Linked DNA regions of Oryctolagus cuniculus: region 2 is linked to region 1. Evidence: chromatin contacts called from public Hi-C data. All regions are on one chromosome and are shown on one strand. The core of a region is the stretch at or near the end of the contact, and the rest is flanking DNA. Distances in the headings are between cores, read along the strand shown. Region 1 overlaps LOC138848472 (a long non-coding RNA gene). Region 2 has its middle 96 kb from the start of DCTD.

What was found. Hi-C and Micro-C count contacts between places; a contact is called where the count stands out from the background.
Region 2: a contact with region 1 is called in a Hi-C map of skin fibroblasts, with 4 times the contacts expected there. The contact joins two enhancer-like sites. A contact is called at or near these places in 4 of 6 Hi-C or Micro-C datasets (ear pinna, embryonic fibroblasts, skin fibroblasts and 1 more).

What each region holds. Positions count from the first base shown.
Region 1 is chr2:63,028,280-63,031,876 of mOryCun1.1, reverse strand. The region is part of intron 4 of LOC138848472 (a long non-coding RNA gene); the gene reads right to left. Among named protein-coding and RNA genes, the nearest start is that of TRNAK-UUU, 940 kb to the right of the region's middle. Within about 2 kb of position 2,041, at least 1 of the 8 cell types and tissues checked has an H3K27ac peak or open chromatin away from gene starts, as enhancers often do.
Region 2 is chr2:64,666,946-64,670,542 of mOryCun1.1, reverse strand. No RefSeq gene overlaps it. Among named protein-coding and RNA genes, the nearest start is that of DCTD, 96 kb to the left of the region's middle. Within about 2 kb of position 1,947, at least 1 of the 8 cell types and tissues checked has an H3K27ac peak or open chromatin away from gene starts, as enhancers often do.

The sequences.
Region 1 (3,597 bases), core at 792-3,291:
CTCCTCCAGCCCCCAGCATAACTCTGACTTTCAAATAAATAAATAAATCTTTTAAGAAAGAACAAACAAATGAACATACAGAATATTCTATTAAACAGTTCCAGAGGCTGACAAAGTATTTGGTTAAGAGCCTGAGAGGAGTTCTCAGTAGCCAATACCACCCATCCCCTCTTTCTCCTGTATGCTGGCACACGTTTAATCACTTATGTTGGAGTGTTGCCTGCTCCAAAAGCAACCCACACAACTGAGCGTGGATGTCAGCTGTAGTCACGACGGCTCCAGTCTCATTCTGTCACCGATCATCTCTAGAAGCCAGGAATGTCAATGTTATAAACTGATGAGGTAAGTAGTGATTAAGGCTAAGTGGATCTTGTTAATTCAGAAACACTTTAAAATAATTGAACATGAATAAAATGGCAAATTATAACCAAAGTCCTTTGGGAATACATTTGAAAGCAATTCATAATGCAACATTAGTTCATCATGACTATTAGTATTATAATTAATATGAATGATAAAAATAATGACTGGCTTCTTATTCTCACTTTAAGTCTTCATGCTAGCAAAGGGTTGGCCCAGCATTTGACATTGGAGTGATGAGTGGGGATGAAGGAGATGGAGAATGGAACCAATCATTTTGTTTTGCAGTTTTTAAAACACAGTGTTTTCCTTTTGAATGGCTTTGTTGGTTTATTCAGTATTTGGGCCAGGACTTTTTTCCATTATATGATGGTGTTGAAAAAGAACAGAGATGATGGTAATAGTCTCCTGAAGTGAATTCAAAGGTTTTAAAGCCCAAAGTGTACAGGAAGCAATAACATGCTTGCTTTAAGAGCTTTTGAGATGTAAGTAGTGACCTTTGTGTTTCCAATAATGCCTGATAATTGAATGTAGACACTGCATATTGGAAAATAAGGTACTTGTAAAGCAAGGATCATATTCAACCAGCCCTTGTAATTGAGGGGCACAGTTTATCTGAGATTGTGAGCCCTGCCTCGGAGAACCTCACTAATCATAAGCAGTGGGGGATCGCCACCTTCCGTTGTGAGGGCACTGCAATTCCTGCCGCAGGTCACTTGGAACAGAAATAGAGGAGCAAACGAAAGCACAGCGCATTCACGTGATGTTATCCCTGGGAAAATGGGTGGCAACGCCAAACCCGTGAACGTGGAGTACAGCTTGAGATGATGACTTAGTGTACTTTAGAATCTGATGATAATCTAGGAAATAGGAGGTAGAGATGGGTTTCTTTCTTATTATCTGCATTTGAAATTTAAGGTAAAGATATGATTTTTCCATGTCACGTGTGACATTTTATTTGAATTCAACTGATTTCCTTAATTTTTTTTCTCATTTCCTTGGGTTTTCATTTTTTAAAAATTGCATTTATTTGAAAGTCAGTGAGAGAGAGCAAGAGAGATAGACTGACAAGAGATCTTTCATCTGCTGGTTTGCTCCCCAGATGTCCACAACAGTCAGGGGTGGGCCAGGCTGAAGCCAGGAGCCAAGAACTCGATCTAGGTCTCCCCTGTGAGGGGCAGAGACCCAATGACTTGACCTCTCTCTCCTGTCCCCTCAGGATATGCATTTGTGGAAAGTGGAATTGGGAGCTATGCCAAGTTCTCCTTTATAGGATGCAGGTCTCAGGCTGGGTTTCACCTGCTATGCCAAACACCTGTCCCATCAATTCCTTAGTGTACCTAAAAGGAATCTGAGATGTATCTCTTCCAACAGTAGCCACCTATTGTATCTAGGCAGGCAAAGCAGCACAAAATCAAAAGCTAAATTGTAAAAAAATTCTAATGCAAAGTAAAGTCTTGTGGAAATGGGGGAACTGTGTGACAACCAGGAAACGTGTGGCCTCTTCCACGAGTCTCTTTGCAAGGGATTGGTGCTTTTGGGTTACATAATTGTGAGGATGCCTACACTCTTCCAAGCAGAAACTGACAGTCTTCAATGATTTGTTTGTTTAATGACTATGATTTACCACTTCCCTGTGAGTTGTTTATTACCATGACATTTTTAGGTCAAGAGAAGTGAGCCTTGGTTCAAATGCAGGTCGCTGTCCTTTAGTGAACCACAGCAATGGATCTCACCCACTCAGCGATTTTAAACCTCAAGATATGAATAGGAGTTTCAGCCATGTGTCTCATATTCCACCCACATCCTTTTTGCTGAATGTACTTTCTACTTTACCTTTGCTGCACTATGTCAAATGGTTTGGTTTTCATTGAAAATGAATGGCTGTCATTGCATGCCCATTCATTTTAAGGCAACTGAAAAAGAGCTACAAATCTGTTTCCCAATTTCAAAATTAACCAACAAAGGGGCAGGGCATCAGCTAGTCCTATTTACCTGGATCCTGAAAAAAAGAATAATTAACCAATGATAAAGAATGAAATGTTGTGGTGGATTTTATTAGGGTCTAAATTCTGCCTTGTAACTTGACTGGGCTTGAAGCTTTCTACATGACAATTTGAGCTTTTTTTTTTCTTGAATGCTCTCTTTGGCTCCAGAGGCTCCAGAGGTAATCATTATGACCCCAGATCATTGCTTCAGATTCTTTTGATTGTCTAACTCCTGTGTCTTTACTAGTTTTTATGGGATCTTTGACCTCCTCAACAGTGTCCTCAGTTAATTGGGCCATAGTTTTGAGCTATTATCTTGACACCAAAGGTGGCTGTGCTTTGAGGAGGCACAATGTCATATCCCTTTTAGGTACAGATAGGAATTCATATTCTGCCTTGAGATACCTATCTGAGCCAATACTATGTACAAAATAGCTAGCTAAGTACAATAATGAACTTTCCATGATCATAGATGAAAGGGTACAGCCGTGGATAAGAACTCAACTGACATAAAATAACACATACTTGCCATGAAAAATGACATCTTTACATTAAATTTCAAAGGCAGATAATGAGTAAGAAAAACTCTGTATCTCTGCTATGTTAAAATGTTTCAGCTTTTTAGAAAATATTCTTGATTATGGTTAAACATATTAAAAATAATTTCATTAACAATTACTGATTAGAATTCCCTTAAGTAGTGATGGAACTTGAACAGGCAATGTTTAAAGAAAATATGAAAATTTTCAAAGGGGGTGGTGTTAAACTATTCCAACAAAACACAGGGCAGTTCATATTTTAGTAATTATTCAATACACTGTACACAAGACCATAACTTTAGCTATCACGTCCAGAAAGCATGACTCCATCTCTGGGCAAAATGAACAGGTATGAGTAACGAAAACAACAACTACAACAACAGATAATGTAGAAATTAGTGTAAATAAAATATTCTTGCAAGAATGTTTAGATACCCAATCGCAAAACCAAATTCTTTCTATGTAATGCAGTCATATCAAAATAATCTCTTCTATGTAATTTTCCTTATACTTCAACTTATTCCTACTCTTAGTAGGAATATGGATTATCAAAAGATTATCTTTTTTCCTCCCTTCTTTTTTTTCAGTATTTCTTTTTTTCTTCTTTGCTCAGACACTTACAGAATTGAAAAAAAAATCTTAGTTGTGGAAAGCTCTCAGAGACAAGCTAATCCATCACTGTTATTGTAGAGATGAGAAATGGAGGCCAA
Region 2 (3,597 bases), core at 698-3,197, 1.6 Mb before region 1:
GCTTCCTGGCTTTGCAGGCCATGCAGGCATCTGGGGGCGTGAACTAGAGGATGGGAGCTCTTTTTGTCTCTCAAATTAAAAAAATTCACCGTAGGATCTTTTCCCAGCTTTCTCTCCCTTCCCAACATTTGAGGGTACTTCTAAGAGTTTGTGGAAATATGGAATTTAAAAGATAAGTTTGGTACAAACAAAACTTTGAAAGCCAGGCACAGTGTTTTCATTGTGTGTGTTTTTCATGAATTTTGGAAGGCAGTATGCACACCTGCACACAGCTGTACAAGTGGGCGTGCAAGGGCGGGAAGGAGCAGCTCAGGGGCGGAGGTTTGGGCCCACTCTGAAGATGGAGAAAACCAAAGTACAGAGCCGGCGAGCAGCTGTCCGCCCCGGACAGGCCAGCTGGGACTCCAGCAGTCTCTGCTGCTCTGGGCTTCTCCCAGCTGCACGCCTCCCCAGGGAATGGCTAAGTCTGATTAACTATGGCGCTAATTGGCGGAGGCTGCAGCAAGAGCCCTGCGTGGCGGCCAGAACTGGGCCTGTTTCCCTTTGATTTACACAAGCCCCGCCAAGCCTGCCGTCCACATCCTAAAGAGCGCAGGGTAACTGGGGCGTAATTGTCTCCACCCACTCCACGCCCTGGCTCCCCTCCCCATGCAGACAAGCCCAGGCCACTCGGGTCTGGCAGTGGGGGTGAAGAGGGGCTCATCCTGGGAGCAGCGGGATGACATGGGACCTTCCAACCCAACCTCGAGGCCACCCGACTGTGCTTGGGAGGTAGGGACTTGTGTTTAGGGACTGAGTACCAACCCGGCTGTCAGAGCAGGAAGGAGGTGCTTGAGGTCACTGGTGGAGACCTACTCCTCCTTGACAAGGTGGGAGGAGGGAGGCAGTGTGGCCTGTGGCAATGTCGGGGGAACCCCAGGGCCCTGAGGCCTGGTGTGATGGTCTCCATCCGGGTCCCACCAGCTCCCCTGTGTCTCTTGGCACACGGGTGTGTGTGTGTGTGTGTGTGTGTGTGTGAAATTTGATGCCTCGTTGTCATTATGGGGACAGAAAGGCAGTGGCCTCAGGTGCTGTTCCTGGTGAGTTAGGAAAGATGAACTAGGCCTTGGGGAGCCCTTCTCTTGGTGACTGGCTGCCCCCAAAGACAGACACTGGCTGGCTGGGTCTGTGAGCCAGGTGCGGGGTGTGGAGCTAACCCTGCATCCGAGTAGTAGGCCGTTTTGGTTTCCTGTGAAGCCACAACTGTCCAGTCTGGTCTCTAACTCAGGGTGATACTTCCTGGTCTTCTTTCTGTCACTGAGAACTTGGGTAGTAAAAGGGTCTGTGGATTGGGTCCCAGCAGGCCTCCAAAAATGCTAGTTGGGCGGGTTTCTGTAGGCAGACGACTGGTACTGGCCGACATTTTAAATCAGCAGCCCAGGGCCCAGCCCAGGTAAGATAAGTCGGAGCCCCTGATTTTCGCTCCACGTGGAAGAAGAGGGACACTGGATTTCACCCGGCTGTGGGGGACGAGCTGGGGGGGGGGTCTGGGGGCTGGCGGGGAGTCGGGAGGGGGTTCGCTTTCCAGCCTGTGGCTCCAGCACTTTCCGTGAGCGCCTGGCGCCCTCAGAAATACCGCTGCCTCTCTGAATTTAAATGGTGGTCTCCTTCTGGGAAATTCTCGGCCTCGACAGGGCTGTTAACATGAAAAGTAAAAGGGAAACGGTGTGATAGCTCAGAAAGCTCTGTTTTCGGGGGGCTGCACAACTCAAATAGCCCGCGGTCAGTCCCCGGGAGGACGGGCCTCGGTTTGATCTGCCAGGCACGAGCAGCGCGGCCTGACAAAGGCGCTGCCTGACGTGCGGGGCGCTCTGACGGGAGCGATTTCCGCGAGGCCCGGGCCTCAGTGAGGTGGTGCGTGAAGCAGAAGTAATCGCTTTACGTGTGAAACTCTGTGGGCAGAGCGCCGCCGGGAGAAGAGAGGACGGGTGGACGGAGCTCCGCCGCTGAGAGGGGGCGCGGGGGCGAGGCGGGCGGCCCAGGACGCCGTTTCTGGTCCCGGGCGCCGCGCGCAGCACTAGGGGGCGCTGCAGCCCTTCCGGAAAGGGCCTCACCTGCAGGCATGGCCAGCGACCAGCCCAGAGGCCCAGGCCTCTCTGACCAGCCCTCCTGGGCATTTCAGGAGGCGCAGGCGTCCTACAGACACGGTCCGCTGGGCCTCCAGATGTTCGGGGCCTCTCGTTCCCTCAGAAGCCAGAGAGCCCCAGGAGATCAAGGGGAAGGCAGGCAGGAAGCCCTGGATGGAGGCCACCGCCATGGGCCCGACTGGCCCTTCCCCTGCCCCGCGGCGTCACCGCTGTGCGGATGCCTCAGGCCTCTCCTCGTCCCTCCTCACCCACCACCCCCTTTTTTTGAACTTGGAAATGCCTGTCACAGCTAAAGGGAGGAGAATTGAAACCGTGCTTGTTTAGAACCCCTTGTGGGCAAATTGGAGACGAGGACACTCGTTCCCTGTGATGCCCTGAGTAATTAGTTGAAGCCCATCTGGTCTACCAGGGGAGCCCTAGGATTTCCCTTCTAAGTCTTAGAAGCCCCCCGCATCACCATCTGACAACATCTGCGTGGGAAATCCAGAGAGAAGGGGCATCATAGATGTAGGGACAGGCGTCCTGGAGACAATTTCTGGAGCACTTCTTTAGGACAGGTAGACTGGAATCTCCCGGGTTTTAATTAGGGGGTGGGGTGGGACTTGGGGTTGGGCAGTTTCTTCACTTAGGCTGCCATTAATCTCTTGGGTGATGGGAGCCCCAGGTGGGAGCCAGCGATTGGCATACTTTCTCAAGCTTCCGCTGAGCGGTTTCATTTTCAGCCTCTCAGGCCTGTCAAAGAACTTGTCATCTTAACTCCTTGGACATTTGTGCTCCCCTCACACCCCATTGTTCAAGATAACTTGTGAAAATGTTAAAGAACTCATTTTGACCCAGTGGGCCGCTTGCAAATCCTGTCAGTTCTGTGGCTGCGAGTTCTGCCATGTAGCCAATGCCATTGTGGGTGGAATTCAGGGAATCCCTGCGCACGCCTAAGATTTCCCTTCCTAATGCAGGCTGAGTGCCTGTGGCCAGGGTCTGCTAAAGCCCCGCTCACAATTCACTCTGTAAGCAGGAAGACTGTAACCAAGCCACTCTGCTGCCCAAGAAGTCACAATTTATGCTTCTAATTTTAATTTTCCTCAGCTTAGATCCCAGAAGGATTTATTAAATTTGCTTTGTGGAGCCCATTAACTCTAAACTGAATAATGATGTTACTTACTCTAGGCTTGGAATCAGTTTCTCATAAATTCTCCACACACAAGACTCTAGGAACTCTATATTCCTCCATGACAGACTTTTAAGTTGGTTCATAAATGAAAAGGTTTACTCAATTTACCTAAAAGTTATTCGTAATTAACTGATACCAAGAGACTGTTGCGTGCCATGGTGGTGAGCAGCAAATGAGGTCTGTGGCAGAGACGATATGCATTCGGCGGCTTCACCTGGAAGGCGGAAGACTCGGAAGCTTTAACGGTGCCTCGCTGGTGTTCTAGCTTAGCTCTGCTTGAAATGGGTAATAAGGACTTAC